2 separate regions of the Pan troglodytes genome follow, and region 2 is linked to region 1. Evidence: chromatin contacts called from public HiChIP or PLAC-seq data. All regions are on one chromosome and are shown on one strand. The core of a region is the stretch at or near the end of the contact, and the rest is flanking DNA. Distances in the headings are between cores, read along the strand shown.

Region 1 (7,220 bases), core at 3,212-5,711:
AGAGAAGAAAGCTTTTAGGTCCTACCTTATATGGGTTTCAGTTATCCTATGTCTCACTTTTCTTACTCCCACACACACCTACCCCTTTATCTGGCTTTTAGTCTCACCCTGAGTCACAGAACTTGGAGTGAGAGGAAGCCTTAAGCGTTATCTACTCTTAGGTCCATTCTTTTCTAAATAGAGACCCAGAAAGGTTAAATAATTTGCCAAAGTCATCGGGTAGAGTGGTTATATAATTTACCATGTAAACTTGCATAACCTTCAAAGGCCGGGTGCGGTGGCTCACATCTGTAATCCTAGCACTTTGGGAGGCCAAGGCTGGCGGATCACTTGAGGTCAGGAGTTCGACATCAGCCTGGCCAACACGGTGAAACCCCATCTCTACTAAAAATATAAAAATTAGCCAGATGTGGTGTTGGGCACCTGTAATCCCAGCTCCTCTGGAGGCTGAGGCAGGAGAACTGCTTGAACCCGGGAAGCGGAGGTTGCAGTGAGCTGAGATCACACCACTGCACTCCAGCCTGAGGGACAGAGTGAGATTCCATCTCAAAAAAAAAAAAAAAGAAAGAAACTGAAAGGGAGTGTCATTATATTAATGTGAATATGCAGGGAAAATAGTCATAAACCAGGCCAGTTCCTGGAAAACACACATGGTCACCCTATCCCTAGACCATATGCTGTCTTGCTCGGCATCCTTCTTAACACTTTCCGTTTTTTTCTGCCCCTCAGACTACACCTTGTACTTCTCTACAAGTGAGATAAATGATAATGTCAGAGGGAGATGAAGACAGGACCAGGCGGGAACCTAGATTACCAGCCACTGCAGACTCAAGAGATTATTATCTGTTTACTTTAGGGTCAGGGTGAGAAGTGAGCCATTGCTTTCTCCCCTTCCTTAGGTGACACCATGGATTGAGAAAGTTAACCAAACCAGGTTGTTCTGGGGACCTTTAAGGGACCAGGCTCTGTAAAGGCAGGCTGGAAGAGTGAGGCAGGGGCATTTAGCTATTCCCATCCTCATCTAGCTCCCCACTCTGGCTTCTCCCGCCAGCGGATGTGACCCTGGACCCTGAGACAGCTCATCCTAACCTAGTCCTGTCAGAGGATCGTAAGAGCGTCAAGTTCGTGGAGACAAGACTCCGGGATCTCCCTGACACACCAAGGCGTTTCACCTTCTACCCTTGCGTCCTGGCTACTGAGGGTTTCACCTCAGGTCGACACTACTGGGAGGTGGAGGTGGGCGACAAGACCCACTGGGCAGTGGGTGTATGCCGGGACTCCGTGAGCCGAAAGGGCGAGTTGACTCCACTCCCTGAGACTGGCTACTGGCGGGTGCGGCTATGGAATGGGGACAAATATGCAGCCACCACCACACCTTTTACCCCTTTGCACATCAAGGTGAAACCCAAGCGGGTAGGCATATTCCTAGACTATGAGGCCGGCACACTGTCTTTCTACAATGTCACAGACCGCTCTCATATCTACACCTTCACTGATACTTTTACTGAGAAACTTTGGCCCCTCTTCTACCCAGGCATCCGGGCTGGACGGAAGAATGCTGCACCACTTACCATCAGGCCCCCAACAGATTGGGAGTGACAGGTTGGGATGTGGGAATGACTGGGGTGAGGCAGGGTCAAGTGCTACGGGCCTCCTTCCTGTGTCCTGCTGGAACGTCTTCGTGTCCACCTGGGTCCAGTCCTGAATCATCTTGGAGAAACACCTTGGTTTCTAGGATGGTTTTGTGTGGAGGGGGAGGTAGGACTGGGCTGGATGAGACAGCACAGCTGTGACTTCCTCATAACTGTCAGGGTGGGGAGCTGGTTCCCAGAGGATTGTCTACCCTGAAGTCCATCAGGTTTTCTGTTGCACAAGGACGGGTCAGGAAGGAAGGAGAGGCTTTTCCAGAAACAAAAAATCTGTGAGGGTCTGACTTGCTCAAACCAGAGGAGGAAACAGAAACCCCTGCACATCTTTTTAGGGGGTTCTTTGACCCAGGATAGTCTTGCTTCTTGAGGTAGATCACAGGGGTCTGTGTACCTCTGAATTCATGAGAGATGAATGACAGATGCTCTCATGGGTCTAGATATTGAGGAGTTTTTCTGAGGGCAGAGATTGGACATCAACAAGGCTAGAAGGGTCAGGGAAGTGGGCTAAAGGAACAGATTCCTGGAGATTAATGAAGAGGAGGGAGGTTTCTTTGGTCTTCTATTCCAAGGGTAAGGTTGCGATTATGGGTAGGATTGGCCAGAGGTAGGAATGTGGGGAGAAGGAGAGGCTGAAAAGAAAGCAGAGGAGAACCCAGGTCCCTGCCTCAGCCTTCAGCAGAGTTGGCTTGTTGCCTGCCTCTATACCAATAAGTCAGTCACCTTGCTCCTCTCCAGAGGCAAAGTGGAAGAGATCCTGCAAGACACATCTATCCTTTCACAGTGTTCCCAAGGGAACTTGGAAAGGAGAGTCAGGTATTAGAGGAAAGAGAAGGGTATTTGTATCCAAAGCCCTGGCCTTAAAGAATGTTACTAAGTAGCTACTCCCAAATTGTCAGCCTTCTTACCTAGCCAAGGTGTCCAAGCCAGAAAGGAAAAAAGGTTATGGAGTCTTTCTCACCCTAAGGACAGGGTGGAAGAGGGTGGTATATAGGGAAGGGCCAGATAGGCAACTTCATTTGGCTTGTGTGCATCTGGCCTGGAACTGGTGTTAAGCCAGGCTTTTGCTTGCTTGTTGCCATCCCTCACCCTTTGCCATTTCCCTTTTCAGAGAATGTAAATGATTTTCATGTTAGGCCAAAATAAACAACTTATAGGGTACATATGTTGTCATAAAAGGTAAAAGTGATGCATGCCAAACCAAACTAAACCAATTTGGATTATCTGCTATTCGGGTAATCTTCACAGAAATGACTGAGAGAAGAATCTGCAGTTTACTGAGGGTGTTTCAGTTCCTCCTACCACCTCAACAGGACTTTGTCCAGACTCTCCTCCTCTTACCTTTGTGCCTTGACTGTGGTTCTTTGTGGCAAGATACTTTGGTTGGTTAAAATAATATGGAACAAAGGATCCACTGAAGTGATCTCTGTGTTGTGTGGTAATTTGGTGACAGCCTTGTACTGATGTGTAAGAATCACTGGGTGTTAGACATGCATGTTCCTGGGTCTCACCCTTAGTGGTTAGTCGAGGTCTGGGGTGGGCCGGACATCTACATTTTATTTATTTATTTATGAACAGAGTCTCGTTCTGTCGCCCAGGCTGGAGTGCAGTGGTGATCTCAGCTCACTGCACCCTCCGCCTCCCAGGTTCAAGCAATTCTCCTGCCTCAGCCTCCAGAGTAGCTGGGACTACTATGGACTATAGCCATGCACCACCACACCCGGCTAATTTTAGTGGAGACAGGGTTTTGCCATGTTGGACAGGCTGGTTTCGAACTCCTGAACTCAAGTAATCTACCTGCCTCAGCCACTCAAAGTGCTAGGATTACAGGTGTGAGCCCCCGTGCCCAGCCTACATCTACATTTTAAACACACCACTCTTATTTGAGTCCGAGAACCCTTGTGAAACTAGTTCCAGAGGAGGTTTCAGCCATGTCCTTCCTCCCAGCTGGAGCCCTGCTTGTCTGTCCCCGCCTGGCACTGGGTCTGAAATTGGGGAGAAGTCATCCTCTCCTGACTTATGCTGCCCTCCCCATCTCAGGGTTCATTGATCTTCTACCCCTCCAATTCATGTCCCTCTGCTTCTGACTTCAGTAACTGATAGTCACTATGAGTCACAGGACACCAGACAGAAGAACTGGAAGATAGAAGAGGTCAGAGGGAGGGGTGTGAGGTGAATGTCAGTGTGGGGAGTGGGGTGAAGTTTCAGGGGCAGGGGATGCTGTTGACAGATTTCTGTGCTGTACCTAAGCCTAGGAGTTAGAAACCATTCACTCAGAAAGTGAGGATCACCTATTGTGTGTCCAGCACTGCATAACAGGAAGTGTGTTTCTTTGGAAGGTGGAATAGTAGGAGTAAACTGTGCTTTCTGAGGACCGGGAGTCCTTTTCCCTCCCTCCAGCATCCTCATGATCCTTCCCACTTTCACCCCCACTGGCACCAGTGCTTTTTTTTAATGTATTACCTCTGTGCCTTCCGTCTGTAGATCTTACAGGCATCTGCCTCGGACCTCAGGAGAGTAGGGCAGAAGCTCTAGCTGGGTATAAATTGCACATAACCATCTCCCCAACCTAGCTACATAAAGAGACCAGCCTTCTGTCCCGAAAATGGCCGATTTAAGATCCTCACCTCCGCTAGGTCTCTAGGTGATATAATTGGTCATGAGCTTGAGGAAGACAAAAGCACTGAAAATTCATAAAGGGACCCTGGGCATGGATTGCTGGGGTTGTGTTTAGAAACCGATGAGTTTGTGAGGCCTCCGGGAGGCTCCCGAGGGCGCGGGGACTACGTTTCCCAGGAGGCCTCGCGCGGACGCCCGGGCGGGGCTGTGCGAGGGGTGGGGCTGCGGGAGGCCCTGGAGCGCGGCAGTGATGGCGGGGCCGGTGAAGGACCGCGAGGCCTTCCAGAGGCTCAACTTCCTGTACCAGGTGAGTCTGCGACAAGGGCCCCACGGGGACGGTGCTCGGCGTCCCAGAGTGACTGCTCCCTTCCCGCAGGCCGCCCATTGTGTCCTTGCCCAGGACCCCGAGAACCAGGCGCTGGCGAGGTTTTACTGCTACACTGAGAGGACCATTGCGAAGCGGCTCGTCTTGCGGCGGTGAGACAGCCACGGGGCGGGCGGCGGGCGGGACGCGGGAGGAACGCGAGAGGGAGCGCGGGCGCCAGACCACTATCCTCCTCCGCCCCCAGGGATCCCTCGGTGAAGAGGACTCTTTGTCGAGGCTGCTCTTCCCTCCTCGTCCCAGGCCTCACCTGCACCCAGCGCCAGAGACGTGAGTGCTCCAACGGAGGTGGAAGACTGTGGAGCGTTGGGGGCGCGGAGGGGGGCGGGGTGGGGGGCGGGCACTGGAGGCCAACAGCGCCTTTCTCACTGTAGATGGATGTTGGGTGTGGGATTCGCAGGAGTCTTCCTTCTTCGGGTTTGGATTAAGTTCCTAACGCCACTTGCACAAACTAGGGTTTGGGCTCGGCTTTTTTTTTTTTTTTCTTCCAGTGTGGGCAATAAATAATAACTTTTAAGAGGCAACCCCACCCATGCACAATAATAGATGTTATTCGGCTTTGTGGAGGACGATTCCCATCACCATTCATTTATTAAGCAAATACTTATTTTCTAAAATGTGTCAGGTACTGTGCTAGATTCATTATTCTCATTGAAATTACGGTCTGATGGGACAGACTAAGAAACAAAATGGTGTAGAAAAAGATTAACTGGGGGAGTAGAATGCTCACTTACTCATGCCAGTGGTGGCGAAGTTTATGATAAGCAAAGGGAGTGAGAGATGGAAATTCTAGGCATGTGTGCAGACTCTGAGACAAGAGAGCTTGTGGTGCTGTCAAAGAAATGAGAGTGCAGGAGGCTGGAGTTTGAGGTAGGAGGGCAAGACATGAGACTGGAGAGGGAAACAGGCCAGTTCTTGAAGTCTTGTTAGGGAGTTTGAACTTTATCTTAAAGAGTTCCAGGAAATCGATGGAGCTTATGCCGAGGCGTGACACCATCAAATGTACATTCAAATTGGGGGTGTGGTGGGGGAGCGGGGATACCTACTGAAAAACACTGGAGGCAAAACTGGCAGCAAGAGACCGTTACTTCTAAACGTGGACAGTCTTTTTCCCATGTTCACCCTAGGCTGCAGGGGACAGCGCTGGACCGTACAGACCTGCCTAACATGCCAGCGCAGCCAACGCTTCCTCAATGATCCCGGGCATTTACTCTGGGGAGACAGGCCTGAGGCCCAGCTCGGGAGCCAAGCAGGTGAGAGGTGAGGGAGAAAATGGAGGACACCCCAGAGGATAGGGACAATGGAGAACGTAGAGTGAAGAGGACACATGGACAGGTTCTGGGTTGGTGTGAGAAGTACCACAGTCAGAAAACTAATTCTGTTTCTCTGATTCTGCTCATTTACTCAGATTCCAAACCACTACAACCCTTGCCAAACACAGCCCACTCCATTTCAGACCGCCTCCCTGAGGAGAAAATGCAGACTCAGGGTTCCAGTAACCAGTGATGGATTCACCCCATCTCCCAAATAAAGTTTACTTGTTTTACATTCCATGATTCTGTTCTGTGGGTATTTCAACTCTTAATTCCATTTTCTTCTGTTTCTGTCTGTGTTTCTTGGTCACCTTTGTAATCCCACCATGCAGGGAGATCGTGATTTCCATAGACCACTTGGCCTCACTCAGCAGCTTGCATTTCCAAGGCCGTGGCCCCAGTTCCCTATCAATGTCCTGAGCCACCTTAGGGCATTCCGTGTTTGGGCAGCCATAATTGCTGACTGAAGAGCTAGAGAGAATGATGCCACTGCTGCTGTTTTTAAACAAGGGGAGAAATATGGGGCAGCGGAGAGTGTTTGTATCCTCTAGGCCCACTCATAGTCAGAAAAGACTCAGGTCTTTTCCCATTCTCAAAGTTGTCTTTAATAAAATTCTGATAAAGGAAATGGCGCAAACCTGAACTAACAAAGTCAAAGATGTTAACAAAGGACACCGACAGACATTTTGCAATTATGTCCCATAGGTAAACTCTCAGAGTTTTCTTAAGAATAAACAACTAAAATGTTTTCTTCGATATCCCTAGAAAGCCTACTGAAGTACAGAATTCCTAGACTGACCTTTTTGCTAAATGCCAGCTAATAAGTTTATGCCAAAAGCATACAAACAAAATTTACTACTTCCAGAATGCAGTTTTCTTTTATTTCTCTTATAAACCCTGTGTTTGCTTATCGATAACTGTATAAAAAAATCACTTCATCATGTTGGAGCTTAAAACATAATGATTTATTATTTCCTCTGGTTCTGTGAACTAGGAATTCTGAAAGACTTTGGCTGGGTGGTTCTCCTGTTACATATGAAATCAGCTTACATAGCTGCATTTAGCTGGTATCTCGTAGATGGTCTGGAAGACCCAAGAAATTTCACTCACGTGTTTAGCACCTCATTGCTTCTCCAAGTAGCCTTGCTCCCTCGCTAGCTTTGATGTTCTCACAGCATGGCTGTCTCAGGGTAGTTGTATGTCTTACATCCCCTCTGGCTTCTACAAAAGCATCCCAATATGTAAGTGTTTGGCTGGATG
Region 2 (7,220 bases), core at 3,478-5,977, 180 kb after region 1:
CCACATCCCGAGCAATCTTCTCCCGCCAGCTGCTCAAGTCCACTGCTCAAAGAAGGAGAAGATTAAAGAGGTTCTCCCCAGGGCTGCTGTGCATGATGGCACATACTGTGCCCTGCACAGATTATGTAACTGGCACCCTCTGGAGTTGTACAGTGCCAACCTAAACAAGAGCAGGTCAGAGAATCTCCCAAAAGTCATTTGACCCTACCCTCCCTGGAATCACGCACGTTTCTCTGAGCTTCTGAAAAGTACTGGGAAGGCTAAAGGCAGCAAGCCACTGAGGCTCCTGACTACCTGCTGCCTCTCATCCCACCAAGTCAGTCTGCTCCTTATTCTGTCCCTTCCCCTGGCCTCTTGCACATATCCACCATAGAGGGGTTGGCTTCAGGAAAGGTGAGCAAAATGATTCTGCATCTTTGGTCTCCCCCATGTCCTCCTACAGCCCTCCTCTAAGGGCCACATACCTTTCCCCACAGTGATGGCTTCACAGGCTCTCAGCAACTGCTCTGGCCCCAGGGCCCGAGTCCATCCTCTCCCCCGCCTCCGACTCTTCTTCAAGACTGAGATCAGAGGGCACAAAAGGATTGGCACACGGGCTTAGGCCTCTCATCTCTCCCACCACCCTTAGGCCCAAGACCAGGTGCCCCCTTGTCAATAAGCCTCTCTGTTCTCCCCTTTGTCCCCTGCCAACTCACCTCTCCCAGGTTGCCCTCTCTCATTGCCCACTCACCACTACTAGGGTCCTGTGGGGTGCGGGGGTCCCGAGGAAAAGAGGTGAAAAGGACGACGTGGAGCTGGGGATAGTGTTGATGGAAATAATGCTTCCAGGCAACCACAAGAGCAGGCGGGGCCAGATCCACCTTGTTCAAAACCAGCACCAGGGCCAGCCCAAGTTCTCCAGTCACATACTCATAAAGTGCTGGCGGGAAATTCACAACCTAGGACAGAGTTGATAAGAAGATGGAGCAGTGAAAGTCAACCCAGAGTACTCTGCCTCCAGCTCCCCACTCAGCAGGTGTAGCTCAGAGACAAGGCCCTGGTGGTAGCAGACTCTGGGCTAAAAACTATAAACCAGACAAACTGAAAAACAAAGACAAAACAGGGGTTAGTAATACTTCTGAGTCTCAGAGGGCTTCCTATAGGTCACGATTAGAGATGGAAATGAACCCAAAACAAGACAAGGAAACAGCATCACTTAGCACACTGAGGTAAAGGCTGGGATCGGAAACAGGGATGGGGGTTAGGGTAGAAATTAGTGTGCTTTTTTGTGTGTGCACAACTATATAAGTGTGTACACGTGCATATATGCATGCATGCAAGTACGTGCACATGTGTGCATGTTTGTGTGTTAATGTGACTGTGAACATGTGTGCAAACATGCCTGTGTATATTGATGTGCACATGATGTACGTGTGAGTATGTGTGTGTACATATTATTAAGGACCTCCAACCTAAATGGTCCTCACAGACCTCCCTTTCTCCCACTGGAGGACAAGAGTGAAGTTGCAGAGCTAGGATTCACACAGGGCAGTCCAGCAGCAGTCTACAGCCTTAACTACTACTCTAGCATTCCAGGTGGGTTCTGTAGCAACTGATGTGGCAGTGCTAGAGAAATGAGATAAGGAAGAAAGGGCATCTTTGGGCTGGGCAGGAGGAAGTCCCCAGCTGCATTCATAGAATCCCTGGAGCTCCAACACTTGGATTTTCTATTGGTCTGTGATGAGCTAAAGGACAGGACATGGCTGTTTTGAAGAGAAGAGTGAGCTGGCCAAGGGAGGAATGACAGGCTATAAGAGAATAAAAAACTGAGTTCCTAACTGCGGACATCAGCACTAGGTAGAGATTAGAAAGACAGGAAGATAGATACCTCTCTGTCTCCCAACTCTTGCCTCTGACCTTTGCCCCTGAAAAACCTTTCTCCCTCCTCCTTGCCCACCCTTATCCCTAGTACTCACTGGATGTCGGATATCAGTGATAAGCAGGACGATGTCAGACATCTCTAACACCCGCCACAGCTGCCTCCATGTCTAAAAAGACAGGATCAGGAAGAGAAACTGAAAACAGAGTCCCTCTCCAGCCTGATCCCAAACCAATTTGACCATAGGTCACTATGCCCCACTCCTGTCCCTAGAGTACACTGTCACCTCCAGATTGTGCTCAAAGTAGCTGAGTTTCTCAGAGGAGTAAGCCCCATGAATCTTCCCAAGATAGTCTTGGAAGCTCCGTTCCTCTTGGCTCATTAGTTGCTCCTTGGACATCTCATAGCTCCAAGGAGGACGTCGAGGAAAGTCCAGAACTGGGAATTCAGGAAAAAGTCCAAGTGTGAGGAAATCTTCAGGATTCAAGAGTACATCCCAGACCCCTCCTTCCTCACAGTCGACTCTTACCTTTCCAAACTCCTTCCCCAGCCCAATGCCTGTCTTGCTCTCACTCACCTGAGCCAGGTTGATACACCTCCCGGATGTCCAGCTCCAACACCTCAGCACTGACCGGCTGTAGAACTTGCTCCCGGGCTGCTCTCTTTCTCCTCTCTACCTCCTCCCTGCTGTCTCTCTCAAAATGCAGTCGGTATCTAAGGGAAGAGGGACCGAGACATCCAGAGCAATCCTGTGGCCACAAACTCCTATTTTCTCCCCTCTTGTACAATCAACTTCGCAAACCATTCTCTCCAGAGTCGTTCAAGTCTCCTCTCTCAAGTCAGACTTCCCCCAAGTCCTTCTTTCAGGCAATATTCAGCCTTCTCCTTCTAAAAGCCCAACTCTCTCCAGCCCCTCTGGAAAGGAAGACTGTGGCCCGCTGTGGGGAGCCGAGTGGCTAGCGGAGAACTGTGGCATCCCAGGCCCACCCTCTTCACCAGTAGCAGCCCGCTTTCCCCCAAAGCTCTGACTTCCGGGTAGGCGGGAAAGCCGGGACCAGCGCCCCCTCTCACCCTCACCGATTTGGGTCGTAGCCTCGTGGACCCAGCCCCTGAGAAGGCTGCTGGTTAAGCCTGCGGATATGATGGGTCACAGACTCCCCGTCCGAGGTGTCGGTCTGTTCCTCTCGCCGCTCCCGGCTCCCGCTGCGGCTGTTGGAACTGGAGCGCAGCCCATCTTGAAGCCCTGCGGGGAGGGGCCGGTGACGCCAGTGCTGGCCAGCTCTCAGGGGCCATAAGACCCTCTCCCCCATCGGCCTGACTCCCTTTCATCCCACTCAACTTCCGATGTTCAGTCCTCCCAGACACCCTATTCGGGACCCTCCCGGATGTGCGTGGGGGGAGTCACTCCTCCAGGGAGCAGTGGGGACGGCGCCCCGTGCTAGCTGGAGAGATTCCCCTCCCCCAACTCTCCATCCTTCCCCACCCCTTCCAGATGTAGGGGGGGTGGGGTGGGGGATCCCCTCCGCGATAGGCCGCGAGGGTTGACGCGGTCCCACGACCCCCTCCCACGATCCCCAGAGGTGCAGCGGGCACACCCCTCCTTCCAGATGTGCGGAAGCCCGAGCCCCGCCCCCTCCTCCCGCTCCCGCACTGACCTCTCTTCCGCTCCCGTTTGTCCTGCAACTGCTTCTTCTTCTGCTTCACGCTGAATGGCTTCTTCCTCGGCATGGCCCGGACCAGTCACCTGGCCCGCCCTCCGCCGAGCTCCCGCCGCCTCAACTGACTGCCCCCCGGGGCAGCCCCCGCCGCAGGGGCCCGGGACCCTAGAGGAGGCGGGGCTAGCAGGTGACGTCAGCGGGCGGGCCCGACAGAATTACCGCCGCGGCGGCGATGGAAGGCGGACGGGGGAGATATAGTCACTTCCCTCCAGGAGCGAGGCGAGAGGATGATGCGGGGTGGGCTACTGGCACGTGAGAGCCAGTGGCACCGAGAGGGCGCCCCGGCGGCGAAGAAGGAGGCGCGCGTGGGAGGACCAGGCTAACTCCGTCACGGACGCTACCAACTCGCGTTCGGAGGAGGGGGGGCGCGTGTCATCACTACCTTGCGCTCCCGGGAGAAGCTACCACTCACCTGGAGGGGGCGGCGGAGCGGAGGGCGGGGCCTACTACCTAGTGGAGAGGGGGCGTGGACACGCTGAGGCTATACTACCAAGCCCCGGGCTTGACCTTAGTGGAAAGCCGAGACTGCGTCCAGGTTGCTGGACTACACCGGGGGCACGGTCAGAGGTCTTTAGGGGAGGGCGGCGGTCTGAGAGTCCTGGGTGCCGACCTGTTGGGACCGAAATTCTTTGTGGGAACGATGATAAGGAGCAGGTTTACAGATCGTAAGTGCAAAAGCGGGCGAGAAGGGAAACCCAAGCGGGACAAGGACTTTTGGGGGGAGGTCAAAGGGCACGAAGTTGTGCCTGCAGCTGTTACCATAGTAACCGAGGACCGGATGTGGCGATCTTACGGTGCGACAGTCCTCTTCTCAGGCCCTCTGGCCCGAGGGCCTGTTGACTCTGTGACACACTCTGAGGAGCTGGTTGTGGTGTTTTCCAGCGAGGGAAGAAGAGAGTAATTTTTTCAAAGCATTTATAGAAACGCAGCAAAGGGAAGGTGTGAGGTTGCCGCCATGCCTGGCAGAGACGGAGGGAGGCAGTTTGCTCCGGAATGCGGCCGCCGCAGATGTTCTCCGCAACCTTCCGGAAGTGGAATGGCGGGAGCCTCAGCATTGCTGCCCACCGACCCCCCGGAAGCGGAAACAGAATCCCCGCGTGCCCCTTCCTCACTACCCTCCAAATCCCGCTGCAGCCATTGCCGCAGACACGATGCCGAAACGAAAGAAGCAGAATCAGCACCAGCCACCGACACAGCAGCAGCCCCCACTGCCCGAGCGGGAAGAGACTGGAGATGAGGAGGATGGGAGTCCCATCGGTGAGGGGTCTGGGAGGGATGTGCACATGCCTGTCAAGCCCGTCCGGGCAAGGGGCTAGGGGCTAATAAGGTGCGAAGGAGGGGGCTGTAACGGAAGGAGGAAGGGCGCACGCGCTGGGGAGGGATGGAAGTGGGGCTGTCCCAAATGGAGCCTTGAACCAGGAGTTCTCTTACTGGAACCATCAACCTCAATACGGCCCCAGACCTTTCTGGAGAAGGCGGGGGTGGAGAGAATAAAGAGCTCTTTGCGCAGCCGCAGAACAGTAGGGGAAAGGGGTAGTAGAGATGTTGCAGATTGCGATGACTGGGATGACAGTTTGTATCCAGACTTTGACTGAAAAGGTACAGGTGCAGCTTTCTCTGAACTAGTCCTCTGGCCAGCAGTTAAGGTGAGGGATTGGTTCATGTCTGGAGACACTTAGGTTGTTTTGGATAGCGACGGTACGGTGAAGAAAAAAAGTTGTCAGTATCTTTTCCTGCATTATCCCCTTTGATTGAATATCTACTTTTTGCAAACCCTGAAACAGCTTTGCAGAAAAAAGGGCAGATAGATGGGGTGAGAACTCCTAAGACTGCTGAAAATATACCTGACTTTACTGGTTGATTAAGAAGTAATACAAGAAAAACACCTAAGAACAGAATCATCAGTCCTTTAATCCATTCTGATGACCATATTTTCATGTCTGCTCTTAGGACCACCCAGCCTTCTGGGCCCTCCCCCCATGGCCAATGGAAAACCTGGCGACCCTAAGTCAGGTGAGGAGGAAGGGGCCCTGATCCTTGTATTAGGTCGTAGAGAAGACAGCAAGGGAGGGGATAAAACCCAGGAAGGACTTAAAAATAAAAGATCAGGGATTCCATCCCTAAATGAATGGAGAGAAGTTGTATATTTGCTGATTTAAAAACTCAATGTTGTAAAAATGTCACTTCTTCCCAAATTGATAAATAGATTTCATGCATTCCAAGTCAGAACACCCATAATGTTTTTGTGGAAATACACATTATTATAGGGAAATGCAAAATATCAAGGTGACTGTCAAGACAATCTTGAAGTGGGAGGGCTTACTATGAATATCAAGATTTGTAAGCTGGGCATGGTGGCACACGCCTGTAGTCCCAGTTACTCAGGAGGCTGAGGTGCGAGGATCCTTTGAGCCCAGGAGTTTTTGAGGCCACCCTGGGCAACATAGTGAGATCCTGTCTCTAAATACAAGAAGAAAAAAAGACTTACTATAAAGCTACAATAGTTACAACGATGCAGTTTGGAAACAATGATAGACATAAGTCAACAGGACTTATGTCCCGAAGAGTCCAATAACAGGCCCATACATGTGTGGACACTTCATTTATGATGAAGATGGAACTGAAAAGTTGGTCTTTTCAATAAATGATATTGGATCAATTGGATATTCATGTGAAAAAAATGGAATTTCACCTTGCACTCATAATCATATACAATGATCTATTTCAAATGGACTGTAGATCTAAGTATAAAAGGTAAGAGAATAATTATTCTAGAAAGTAAATGTATTTTCTAAGAGTAGCTAAGAGTTCTTAAACAGACAAGAAATGCACGTATACACACTAACCATAAAGGAAAGATTGATAAATTGAACTCCGTTAGAAAATATAAATTTGTGGCTGGGTACAGTGGCTCACGCCTGTAATCCCAGCACTTTGGGAGGCCGAGGCGGGTGAATCACGAGGTCAGCAGTTCAAGAACAGCCTGACCAACATGGTGAAACCCCTGTGTCTACTAAAAATACAAAAATTAGCCGGGCATGGTGGTGTGTGCCTGTAATCCCAGCTACTCAGGAGGCTGAGACAGGAGAATCGCTTGAACCTGGAAGGCGGAGGTTGCAGTGAGCTGAGATTGCACCACTGCACTCCAGCCTGGGCGACAGAGTGAAACTGTCTCAAAAAAAAGAAAAAACAAAATACAAACTTGCCAAATAATACCATTAAGAAATTAACAGGAAGCCATACAATAGAAGATATTTGCAATAAATATAACAAATAAAGATCCTGTATCTATAATATATAAAGAACTCTTCCAGACAAGCCATTTGAAAAATTGACAAAAACACAGGACACCTTATTAAAATGGAGATCTAAATGAACTAAAGGTCTAAATGAACAAGTACTCAATATCATTAATTGTCAAGTAAATGCAAGATAAAAATATACCACTTTGAAATTAGAACTCTTGTGTACTGCTGCTGGGATTATAAAATGGTGAAACTACTATAGAAAACAATATGAAGAGGTTCCTCTTAATTAAAAATAGAACTACCAGATGACAAAAAAATTAAAAATAGAATTACCCCAGAACTCCTGCTTCCAGGTATATATCAAAAAAAAAAAAAAAATGGAAAGCAGGGTCTTGA

What was found. HiChIP or PLAC-seq counts read pairs in DNA pulled down with a chosen protein or histone mark.
Region 2: an H3K4me3 HiChIP or PLAC-seq map of stem cell-derived excitatory neurons shows a contact between it and region 1, with 2.9 times the contacts expected there. The contact joins the promoter of PRR3 here to the promoter of RPP21 in region 1. A contact is called at or near these places in 3 of 7 Hi-C or Micro-C datasets (blood, induced pluripotent stem cells and stem cell-derived neural progenitor cells) and 1 of 1 datasets of contacts at active chromatin or transcription factors (stem cell-derived excitatory neurons).

Annotation. Positions count from the first base shown.
Region 1 is chr5:36,253,846-36,261,065 of NHGRI_mPanTro3-v2.0_pri, forward strand. It overlaps RPP21 (ribonuclease P/MRP subunit p21), which reads left to right and starts at 4,462. Exons shown (of 5, transcript XM_054686673.2): 1 at 4,462-4,572; 2 at 4,642-4,742; 3 at 4,835-4,917; 4 at 5,775-5,907; 5 at 6,056-6,198. The coding sequence starts at 4,516. The coding sequence ends at 6,116. It overlaps TRIM39 (tripartite motif containing 39), which reads left to right. Exons shown (of 7, transcript NM_001071795.1): 7 at 1,052-1,599. The coding sequence ends at 1,599.
Region 2 is chr5:36,430,629-36,437,848 of NHGRI_mPanTro3-v2.0_pri, forward strand. It overlaps PRR3 (proline rich 3), which reads left to right and starts at 4,728. Exons shown (of 4, transcript NM_001045499.1): 1 at 4,728-4,833; 2 at 5,527-5,589. The coding sequence starts at 4,728. It overlaps GNL1 (G protein nucleolar 1 (putative)), which reads right to left and starts at 3,586. Exons shown (of 12, transcript NM_001071796.1): 1 at 3,514-3,586; 2 at 2,936-3,101; 3 at 2,436-2,572; 4 at 2,145-2,296; 5 at 1,956-2,027; 6 at 731-938; 7 at 465-560; 8 at 1-42. The coding sequence starts at 3,586.